Regions from separate parts of the Mus musculus genome. Here region 2 is linked to region 1. The links are chromatin contacts, called in public Hi-C maps. All regions are on one chromosome and are shown on one strand. The core of a region is the stretch at or near the end of the contact, and the rest is flanking DNA. Distances in the headings are between cores, read along the strand shown. Region 1 overlaps Gm20619 (predicted gene 20619). Region 2 holds the start of Sem1 (SEM1, 26S proteasome complex subunit).

What was found. Hi-C and Micro-C count contacts between places; a contact is called where the count stands out from the background.
Region 2: a contact with region 1 is called in a Hi-C map of embryonic fibroblasts, with 1.6 times the contacts expected there. The contact joins the promoter of Sem1 here to the enhancer-like site in region 1. A contact is called at or near these places in 1 of 39 promoter capture datasets (macrophages), 3 of 484 Hi-C or Micro-C datasets (the HL-1 cell line, embryonic fibroblasts and tail fibroblasts) and 1 of 115 datasets of contacts at active chromatin or transcription factors (bone marrow-derived macrophages).

Annotation. Positions count from the first base shown.
Region 1 is chr6:6,369,721-6,375,085 of GRCm38.p6, forward strand. The region is part of intron 3 of Gm20619 (predicted gene 20619); the gene reads left to right. Among named protein-coding and RNA genes, the nearest start is that of Gm52888, 18 kb to the right of the region's middle. Within about 2 kb of position 2,896, at least 20 of the 459 cell types and tissues checked have an H3K27ac peak or open chromatin away from gene starts, as enhancers often do. A contact at or near this core is called in embryonic fibroblasts and tail fibroblasts, where this site is marked.
Region 2 is chr6:6,576,026-6,581,890 of GRCm38.p6, forward strand. It overlaps Sem1 (SEM1, 26S proteasome complex subunit), which reads right to left and starts at 2,633. Exons shown (of 3, transcript NM_009169.2): 1 at 2,454-2,633. The coding sequence starts at 2,529.

The DNA.
Region 1 (5,365 bases), core at 1,646-4,145:
TTAAACTCAATAGTTTTATGTTTATAAAAGAAAACTCCTTCCATTTTTCTCTGTGCCACAGGAACCTTGTTAGGTTGAGAGCCTTTTGTAAATGCCAATCTGAAAGCCCCTTCCTAGGGATACATTAGCTAGCGTCTGTGATAGCCATCAGAGGCATAAGAATGGAGAGGCAATGGCCAGGATGGAGGGATGCAGTGTTTGCAAAGGGAACTCAGCCTGCTGATCAGGCTTTGGTCTCTCTTGTGATTTATATCATCAAAAGCAGGTACTGCTCATTGATAGCTGAGTGCTCTTTGGGGATGAAGAGTTGCAACATGCTGCAATGCTTTTGTTTAATGGATGTTATTTGTGTTCTTTGTGATATTAAAAAGGTCAATGTGCCTGATCGATGTCAATTCCAAATTATGAAGCCTAGATAGTGTTCACTTGCTGTGGCTATGCGGTAATAGAATGTTTGAGAATCAAATAAAAGAGATAATCTCTTCCCTTCAGGAAACTACATATGTGCATACCTATACAAATATCTTGCGTTATTCCAGGGGGAAGCCTGAGACCTATTAAACAGATTCCCAAATAGAGGCATGTGCTTTCCTGTAGCAAGAGACTTGTAGTGTATAAACCACTACTATTCTAAGACAGCCAGCTTCCCTAAACTCTCATTTTTTTATGCCATACCCAGGAAGCCCTTAGTTATCCCGTGGCAGTCTTCTCTCATATCCCCTAATTTATAGTCGTAGACTGAAGGTTAGATATTCATCTTGGCCCATTTTCATTCCCAGCTCCTTGCCAGGTCTGGACTGCATTTGGCTGTGATCCTGAAACTCCACCTAACTCTTACCATATTTTCCTTCCCCTCATCTCCATCCACTTGCCAAAGGTTTCTCTTCAGCTTCAACTGGATGATGCAAAACAACAGCCTTTCTCTTATGAAATCCTAGAGAATAAAAATGTTGCCACCGGTTGACCTTCACAGATTAGTGCTACCTAAGGACTATTGGCACGATCCTTCTATTGTGAGGCCAGTCTTCTTGGATTCCATTGCGAATTACAGTAAGACTGTGGGTATTCTAAGATTAAGTATGGTTCATGAAAGAGCTAGTATGTCCTCTCTGGTCCTGGCCTACTGTTCTCTCTGTTTTCCCTTATGTCTAAATTATCTCACAATTTTTAAAAGATAGAACAACTACTAGATTTGATACTGGGTCTTCCTACGTGGGTGGAAAGAAATGGTGAAGGCAGGTGTTAAAATGTTTACTGATGTCGTCAGCAGGGATGCAATGGAAGCAACCCTTGGTTAGCTGTCTTTAATTCATTGACTCAACATTTCTTTTTAGTGAGTAGAGCTTTTGTAGAACCAGTTTTTGAAGCTAACTATTAGTTTGTAGTTGATAAAGTCCTTAAATTAATTGACGGTAACTATAGTCTCTGTTGTTAGAGAAGATTAGAAACCATCCAAATGTGATAGACATTGAGCACACCAAGATGTTTTAATCAGAATTTATTAGATATTTAGCAAGTAAATAGCAAACACTCAATAAATGTCAATTATTATCATTATCCTTATCATTACCATGTGTAACAAACACACTAAAAGCTTTACTTAATCTTCAGAAAGTCTCTCTGAGGCAAGGCATACTACCTACAGTTTAATGTTGGCAATCTATGTAGAACCACCAGTGAGCCATGGGCAATGTTTTTTGAAAGAAAAAACTCACTGGTTCCAGGGCCTGTGTGCTGTAAATCACCACATTCTATTGCACTGTTGTCATGAAATAGCCTCTCAAAACACGTACATGTTTTAAAACAAGGCTTTTGGTCACTGTTTCTGTTCCAAAAGCCATGGTTTAAGACAGTAATTAAGTCTACAGATCCTGAAATGAAACAGCCTGGCTGGGTTTGAACCCAGAGTGTGTGACTTATAAACCATATGACTTTAAATACACAACTTAGGTTTTCTTGGCCTCGGTTTTCCATTCATAAAATGGACTGTGACAGTCATCTCCTTGGCTTGTTATGAGAGTTAACATGTGTAAGATATTTAGAATATGGCCTGATAATATGCTAAGGGCTCATTAAGCAGATGTTATTGTTACTGGAGTTGGCTCAGCTTTACGATCTCCACTCCTTTATGTTCCAAGGGAAGAGTAAACTCCAGGCCAGCAGGAAAGAATGATGATGTCATGCTCAAATCCATTATCAAACTGTTGTCACTCAACACATGCTCTAGCTCCTCCTATGTGTAAGGCATCTGCTCAGCCGTAGCTGTCTTGTTCTGGGGTAGGGGCCAAGTGAATGTAGACCAATTATATAACCTCAGCGAAAGGCATTCTTTACCCAGTGACTCATTCTGATGTAGCCCAAGTGGCTTCTATTTTTCACTTTCTTCTGAGCCCTTCCCGAGTTTAAGACCCAGCAACAAGAGCCCCTTACTGATGGATTGGTGAGATCTTTTAACCCTAAGCCTTGCCCAAATGGTGAATAAAACAAGCCTGCACAGTTGACAATAGAATATGTTAGACATTATTTCTCTGCTAGAAGCATAATTTTATCTTTAGATAAGAAGAACCTCTAAAATGCTATTATCAAATCGCTTATTAAATACATGTCTATTGAGTGAAACATTAAACTCTTTTATTCCCAGTATAACCTCCAAGAATCAACAAGCAATATTCTGTCTCATTGAATAGTTACCTCCATCCTTGAATAGTGAGTAGTTCGAACTCTATGTCCATTTGAATGTAATAACAGGCTTGACATGGAAAAGCTCATTCTCTCTTGTAAAAGTTCTTCTTGTTGATTGCCAGAATCACTACCATCACTCTTTGCTCGGTAGGCAAGGAGCTCTGGTTACAGCTCACAAGGGAAATAGGATTATTCTAGGGAAACATACCATGTCTGTTCTCATCTTGAAGACCTAGTGTTATGGATTGTGTGACTCACCAGGAAAGACACATCCTTGGGATGGGCTAGCCAAAGCAAATATCCAATGACATTTCTATTCATCTTTTACGTGTCTGGTATGCTAAAATAACACAAGGCTTCCTAAACTCATCTTAGCCTCATTTTTCAGGACCAGAGGGACCATTACTGAACCAGGGTCTTCATGATGAATTAGAAAATTCCAGTGCCAGTAGATATTCTTATACTAAATGCTGCTACCTAAGAATTCCCTTAACTGAAGACTGGCTGCTATGGCTGCGTGAACCCTGATGGCAATGGTTGTTATGGTGTACAGGGTCAGGGTTCCCTAAAACTGCTTCTTTAGCAAGGAGACTAAGAAGTAAGAGACTGGTTACAAGTACAGCCCAGACACTATGGGTATTATCCACCCAGACACTGTAGTGCTGCCCAAGTATCAGATTAACAGTGGTACCCACAACTGTTAACTTCCTGTTGGTTTTTTATGGAGCCCGTAGTACATGTTCTCAGTTTTCCTCATTTTCCCCTTACATCAGGAGTTTTTTTTTTTTCAGAGTTTCAGGGAAAGAGAATTCCTTTTATGGCTTTGTAGGACAGAGTCTATACTTTGTCCTCAGAAATGCACAATACAAAGGCTGAGGATAACTTTTTTGGGAATTTGTAGAGTTTTTGCAGTCCATGCTAGTATCCTCTGTGATTCAAACATCACAACTATGCTGTTGGGCTAGGTATATGTTCTGGGATTTGTTTTAATGACTGTCAAGTCACATGCTTTTCTAAACTGGCTCTTTTTCTTCTTGAATCTGCAACTTCCATCTTCAAAGACTACAAGCAGAGCTTGTAAGAAAAGAAAAGCTTGGGGTCTGGATTCCACATCTTTTTTTTTTTTTTAATATCATGGGACATTCATTTTTACTATGTATAAAAAACAGAATGGTCTAACAACTCCCCACACAATGCATTTGAGAATTGAGTCTACAAGTATCTGCTCATCAGCTCAGGGTCAGCCTTGTTTCAATTATACCAAAATTCAAATGCTGGAGGAAAGTCCAAGTTGATTTATTATGATAATGGTTATGTAAAACATTGCCGATAACTAGTGGTGCTATTGAGAACTGTATGGTCAGCAGTTCTTCAGAAGCAAGTAGTATCTACCCATATTTGAGGGAAAAGTTTGTCAAGTGTGCTAGCTCTTGCATACTAGTGGGAGTACTCTATCTTGGTCTAAATATTGAAAAATATTACAAAATATGTTGAATATAGACTGTATTTAAGAAAGACATGTATTAAGTGAATCAGTGATTTTTTTATGGCATAATCTTGTCAAGAATTCACTGTTTTACAAGAAAATCAAGAAGAGGGAGACCAATGGGTGAACACTTGGTTCCTCCTTAGAATAGGGAACAAAATACCCATGAAAGGAGTTAAAGAGACAAAGTTTGGAGCTAAGACGAAAGGATGGACTATCCAGAGACTACCCCATTCAGGGATCCATCCCATAATCAGCCACCAAACCCAGACACTATTGCACAATGCCAGAAAGATTTTGCTGAAGGGACCCTGTTATAGCTGTCTCGTATGAGGCTATGCCAGTGCCTGGCAAATACAGAAGTGGATGCTCACAGTCATCTATAAGATGGAACACAGGGCCCTCAATGGAGAAGCTAGAGAAAGCATCCAAGGAGCTGAAGGGGTCTGCAACCCTATAGGTGGAACAACAATATGAACTAACCAGTACCCCCAGAGCTCATATCTCTAGCTGCATATGTAGCAGAAGATGGCCTAGTCAGCCATCACTGGGAAGAGAGGAACCTTGGTCCTGCAAACTTGATATGCCCCAGTACAGGGGAATGCCAGGGCCAAGAAGGGGGAGTGGGTGGGTAGGAGAGCAGGACAGAGGGAGTGTATAGGGAACTTTTGGGATAGCACTTGAAATGTATATAAAGAAAATATCAAATAAATAAATAAATAAAAATAAAAATAAAAAAAGAATTCAGTGTTTTTAAAAGAACTCCTCAGTGTTATATATTGACCGAGGGTGGACACACTGTTAAAACTTCAAACAGGAAGGGTTTACAGCATTTCAGAAGGCTGCCTCTCTCTTAAGAAGAGGAAGACTGAGCTGTGGCAAGGACTTCAGTGACACCTTTTGTGCTTTCTTAAAAGAAGAATACTGGAAAAGGCGAAACAAAAGACCAAAAAAAAAAAAAAAAAGTTCTTTGAGAACACAGATCACATGAAGCCATTTAGTTCATCCTATTCGCCGTGTGCCAAAGTGGTCTGTAATTTTATGTTTCAGCCTGCCTGCTCTGTTTTTTAAAGTAGAGATTATATATATATTCTCAAGGATGTGTGCAAACGTGTGTGTTTACACAATTGAGATTACTAAACTGCACAGTGTCTCAAAAACACTGCATCTTACATTTATTTTCAAAAGTGCTCTGTG
Region 2 (5,865 bases), core at 1,383-3,882, 210 kb after region 1:
GTAACAAGACTCTTGCAGTAAGACATCCTATAAATGGCACAGATAACTCCAGATTGGTCTAACAAGAAAATGATTCATTTACTCTATTAGTGAGTTTGCCAATTTTTCGTAAAAAGCAATCATAAGAAAAAGTGAGTTTTCCGAAGGGAAAGCACTTGAAAGTAAATCTGGGTATAAAAAAACTTAAAAGACAACTCAAATACTGAAGGATTCAAATTCTAAGAGGTGTTTCTAACATCTTCCCAAATAATGCAAATGCCAAGACTGGTGGTCCATGAACCACATGTCAACAGCAACAGAGAATCTGTATCAGAACAACACCAAAAAATAGGAAAGAACATGTTTACTCTAAAACAAAAAAGGTCTTCTGGGTTTTTTTTCTTTTTCAGATTTTATTTCTTTCATTTAGTTTTTAATCAAAGATTTTAATTTGTAAATATTCACTAATTTTACCCAGTGAATTAATCTTTATATACAGCAAAAATCTTCCTAATATGAATTAAGGCTATGTATCTGTTAACTAAGGAAGAAACACACATGCATAACAAATCATTTAAAATGTTACTTCTCATTCTAAATATAAAGATTCCCCAAGGAACTAGACTCTATACACTCTAACCAAGACAACAAATTTGGAAGATCATTAAATGACACCGTCCTTACACTAAATCTTTTGTGCGTTCTTTTGTCTTTAGACTCTTTGCTTTTCCTTAACATCGATGAGATGTTTAAACATAATACAACTGTCAACACACTCAACAGACTACTGCTCAAAATACAGGCTCTAAAGGACAGACAGTACACTAAAGTTGACAAAAGGTGCTGAAAAACATCTAGTACATCATCAAGCTGACAGTTACCTCTAAATTCTTTCCTAGGTTCTCAGCTATCTAGTTATTTTAAATAGAGACTTGCACTAAAGGTGAGGGTTAAAGTCTGGGTGGGTGCACTGGTCAGAAAGACCTTTTAGATTCTGAGTTAGAGACTTAATGGCAAGAATTTATCTTTATTTTTTAACACGTGAACTCTATTGCTTCAAGATTAGATGCTTGACTCTACAATGCAAAGCAAGTGTCTTAACCGTGCAGCTTGTATGTAATAAGGGATAAGGACCATCTGAAACAAGTAGTTGGAATAAGAAATCTAACCTGCCCTCACTTAGCCAATTCTACCACAAAGCTCTGTTACAGGATTATTAATGAACCTGAAAACAAAACATCAGACTGAACAAATAAATTTATTACCAAAACAAAAGGTAAACTATCCCATCATATATTATAGACTCCTAACTCAGAGGAAATATATCTTCTGAATTGGTTTATGAGGTTGCATAATATACACACTAATGTTCTCTTTCACTAAAACTAAAACACTACATTATACTTAGACTAAACGTTCCTGTGATGTGATTTTATGCGCATTGAGATCATGGTGGGGTAACTAAGTACAATTTTTGTCAAGTGATAATTGCTTGATGCCACGTATGTGCACATGACTAACCACAATTCTCTTCCTATGGTCTTCATGGAGACACAGTCTAACTCACTTTTTAGAAACAAGGTAAAATATTTGGGAAATCTACTCAAAACAATTAGCCAATAAAGTAATCAATTTGAAAAACTAATATGGCAAAAAGAGGCCTAGCAAACAGAAGATAACTGCTGAAGTTAAGGACTTTGGTGTAAATTAAGGCGTCTCAGTTTCACCATTTCCGGACAGTGTTGACACTGGGCCTGTTTCTCCATTGTTCCAAACTTCTGTTTCCTTACGTGAATAATAGTAAGTACATTAATACCTACTTCCTATATTTGTGGAAATGGATTGTGCCAATAGAAGCGAAGCACTCACGTTCCCAAGATCATAGCAGGCTCTTCCAACATTAGCTATGTTATTACCTACAATGAGAAAACTAAAGCATCCCTAGCATTGAAGTTAGTTTCGAAGGCAGATGGTTAAGACTTTTATAAAGCTTGGGTTAATTCACGTGACCGTAAATGGAGAGAAGCAGAAATTGAGGCAAAATCTGTAATGAATACAACACACACGAACGACTCTATCATCCCACTTCTCGGGGCTCATTCGCGCTATCCGAGAGGTACACAGCACTGGCTGCCCTGGGCAACAGTGGGACTCTGAAGTTTACTACCAAGGGGAGGCTTGGAAACCGAAGCAAAACAAGAGACTGTGCAGATGCGGAGAGTCCCGGGTTGAAGTTAAAGGGCCACAAGCTCGCAGCACCGTGGGCCCAGCTTCACCTGGTTCCTCCCAGCGACGAGGCGCAAAACACTGGGCCGCGCCATGAAGCGACGGCTACCGGGACGCGGAGGCCGAGGCCGGGGCCCCCGGAGGCCGCGCCCGGATCCGCGCTGCTGGGCCCAGCTCATTCCCGCAGAGAGCAGGCCCGGCGCCGCCCCACCGGAGGCCCCAGGCCCAGCGCGCGGCCTGGCGGTTACCTTCCGCGGGAAACTCCTCGAACTCGTCGTCCTCTTCCAAGAGACCCAAGTCGACCGGCTGCTTCTTTTCGGACATCGCGCCGCGCCAAGACCCAAGCTGCTCGGACCGGCCGCAAAGTCGGAAGCCTCAGTACTCCGGAGGCGCCGATCCTGACAACGCCGGCGCAACCATAGAGACGAGAGGGAAAGAGCTGCGGGGCAGCGCGAGGAATGCTGGGACAGCGAAGGTCCTCCCAGAGCGTCCTGCGGTTGTAGTAGGTCCTCCCGTCTTGAAACAGTGAACTGTTTTGTTTTATAGTGTGTTCGTTCGTTTTATTATTCATATAGTTGCCTACGTGTGAAAGATTTACAGTGTATTAAATTACTAAAGGCCATTATTTAGCTTACAATCACTAACAGAAATCTGGAAAGATAAAGTAACATAAGTTAAGAGCTTATTACATTATTCCACTACTCAAACCTAGCCTTGAGCATGCTGTTAAATATCTCCACATCACAGGGAACCCGGGACCAAAGGCAGCCAGAGGCACTCATATGCTAGACAATTCTGACTGTCCTCCAACCTTTCCTTTGTGCTGTGCTCCTTGACCTTACAATTGTGTTCCGTAGGGTTTCTGTTCTAACTAGTTGACAGGTTGATGTAAAAAATAAACAAGTAAAAAAAAAAAAAAATGATGTAACGTTGTACTGTTGTTCAAAAGATATGATTTGGTTTTGCTTTCTTTGTTTTAATTGTGACCCATGGAAAAGAACAAGACAATGAAAGATAGGAGAAAAGTTAGTGTCTAACCACACAGTAACACGTATTTGCCAGGCTAATAAATCTGTGTTCTATTGCATCTAAAGGGCTCTTATATGAGGTACTTAATTTCTCTTTAGTATAATTTATTTATTTTCAGCACCACACTTAAGGCTATACATATAACACACATAGTTACAGGTGCAAGAATAACTCTATTTGATATATAAAAATTGAAGAAGGTCTATAAGCCCTACTACTGAGGAAGTTGGGGCAGAAGGCATCCTTGGATACAATGAGTGTAAAATCAGGCTGGACAACTTAGTGAAACTGTGTCCCTAAATTAAAAGTAAACAGAGGGCTAGAAATATATCCCCAATGGCTCACTACCCCGTGCCAGAGAATTTTTAAAAAAACATGGGAAAAATGTTTGAACAATTTATGGATATAAATATGAATATTGTATGTTTTTTTAAAAAGATATATCAGAAAGTAGAAAGTGGAACATATTTTGTAAAAAATACTTTATTTTATACAAACACTCTTTCCTAATTCCATTTCCATTGCTATGATAAAATACCCCGGCAAAAAAGCAGCTCAGGGGAGAAAAGCTCATTTGGCTTATAATTCTAAGTTGTACTCCATCACTGCAGGAATGTCAAGGAAGAAACTTGAAGCCGCTCTCACATCCACAGTCAAGAGCAGAGAATAAATGTGTGCTTGCTATTTGGGTGCATCGCTGTCTCTAAGCTTACACAGTCCAGGATCCCTTGCCTAGGGAATGGCTAGCCCATAGTGGGCAGGCCTTTCCATTCCAATTAATGTAATCAAGACAGTGAGTGATAGATATGACCATAGAATAACCCAATAGTGGTTACCTCTCATTGAGACATTCTTCCCAGATGATTTCATGTGCCAAATTAACAATTAAAACTAATCATTACACTATGATTAGTTTCCTGGTCAAATATTTATTCTTTCTAGATCTTTAAGATTAACTCACCCTGAAGTAAAACCGGAATGTCTTAAGAAATAGGGACTCTTCCCTAGTCAAGTGCACTCTGGATACTTGAAGCTAGCTCTACTGGGATTTTATTCCTATTATGGCAACAAGACAACATGAGATCCCTATAAAGTGTTTTATATTGGGGGGAGGGGGGTTACATCATAAATTAAAAAAAAAAACTTTTATTAACAGTAAGTATGTCATACAATGTATTTTGATCATTTGGTCAATTCCAAGTCCTTTTCCTGACTCCTCAAAGAACGATTCTACCTCACTCCCCAATTTTGTGTCGTCCTTTTCATTTTAACAACTCCTCACCTTCAGTTTGCACTGTCTGAATCCGCCTGGATGTAGGGCCATCCATTGTTGATTATGTAGAAGCGAAACCTTCAAAGAAAACTGACTCTCTTTGCCCCAGGAACCATTAGCTGCCCATAGTTTCTCAGTTTGAAGTGCTTCCCCTTCCAGCTGATGCCTACCCGACGGACTGGTTCTTGTGCAGGCAAACAGCTATTTTGAGATCAATAAGTACAGCAGTCCTGTCATGTTCAGAAGGCACTGTTTAGCTCTAGTCCTCTGTGACCTTCGGCTCTTACAATTTGTCCACTTCTTCTATGATAGTTTTTGAACCTTGGGGAGGAGGTGTGACATAGACGTCCCACTTGTGGATGAGCATTCTGCTGACACTTTAACCTGTTTCTTTGACCAGGGACTGTCTGTCCCAGCTTGGGGTTCTTGGCTAGATTGGCAATGTCCGGGATATGTTTTCTTCTGTGAGCAGGCTTCAATCGCATCAGAAATAAATTGGTTACCTCCATGCCATTGGTGGCACTCTTGTACCCGGGGGCATACCTTACCGCACTGTTCATTACTGAATCTCACAGCATTTACAGCTAGGTAAGACTGCCACCTGACATCTTCCACCCAACATCTTACATAACACCTTCCCGTCTCATGAAAGCAGCCAGCAGGAAGGGAGCTTCGTCTCCACACTAAGTGGATTTCTCCACATCTTGTCACCAGGGGCATCTTAGTTTTATGGCTGAACTTTTTTTTTTTAAATCGATAAACCAGTAATGGCATTTGAAAGCACAGGCAGCTCTCTTAAGAGAGGAAGGTGTTTGTTTTTAGAGGGGTCTTTAGTAAGACATAGTTGTAACCCTTCCTGGCTTGGAACTCAACATGTAGACCAGACTGTGCTGCAAGTCACAGACCTCCACCTGCCTTGCCTCCTAAGTGCTGGAATTAAAGGTATGAGCCACCATGTCCAACATTCTTGATGTTCTGTTATACAGCAAATTTCTAGAAATTACTCATTATATAATAAAATTTTCAAAGAATTAATGTTTTTAAAATTAAGGTTTCAAATACCCTCTCTAAAATGCTGTTTTGTTTTGTTTGTTTTTTTTTTTTGTTTTGTTTTTGTTTTTTCAAGACATGGTTTCTCTGCATAACCATGGTTGTCCTGGAACTCACATTGTACGCCAGGCTGGCCTTGAACTCTTAGATTCACCTGCCTCTGCTTCCCAAGTGAGGGGATTAAAGGGGTGTGTCACCTACCTTCTGGCTAAAATGCAAAGAATTTAAGAGATTAGATCTTAAGCTGTCTTCTTACAATAAATAATAATAAAATAAAAAAATCCCAAGTAGGGTTTAGACTCAGCTTC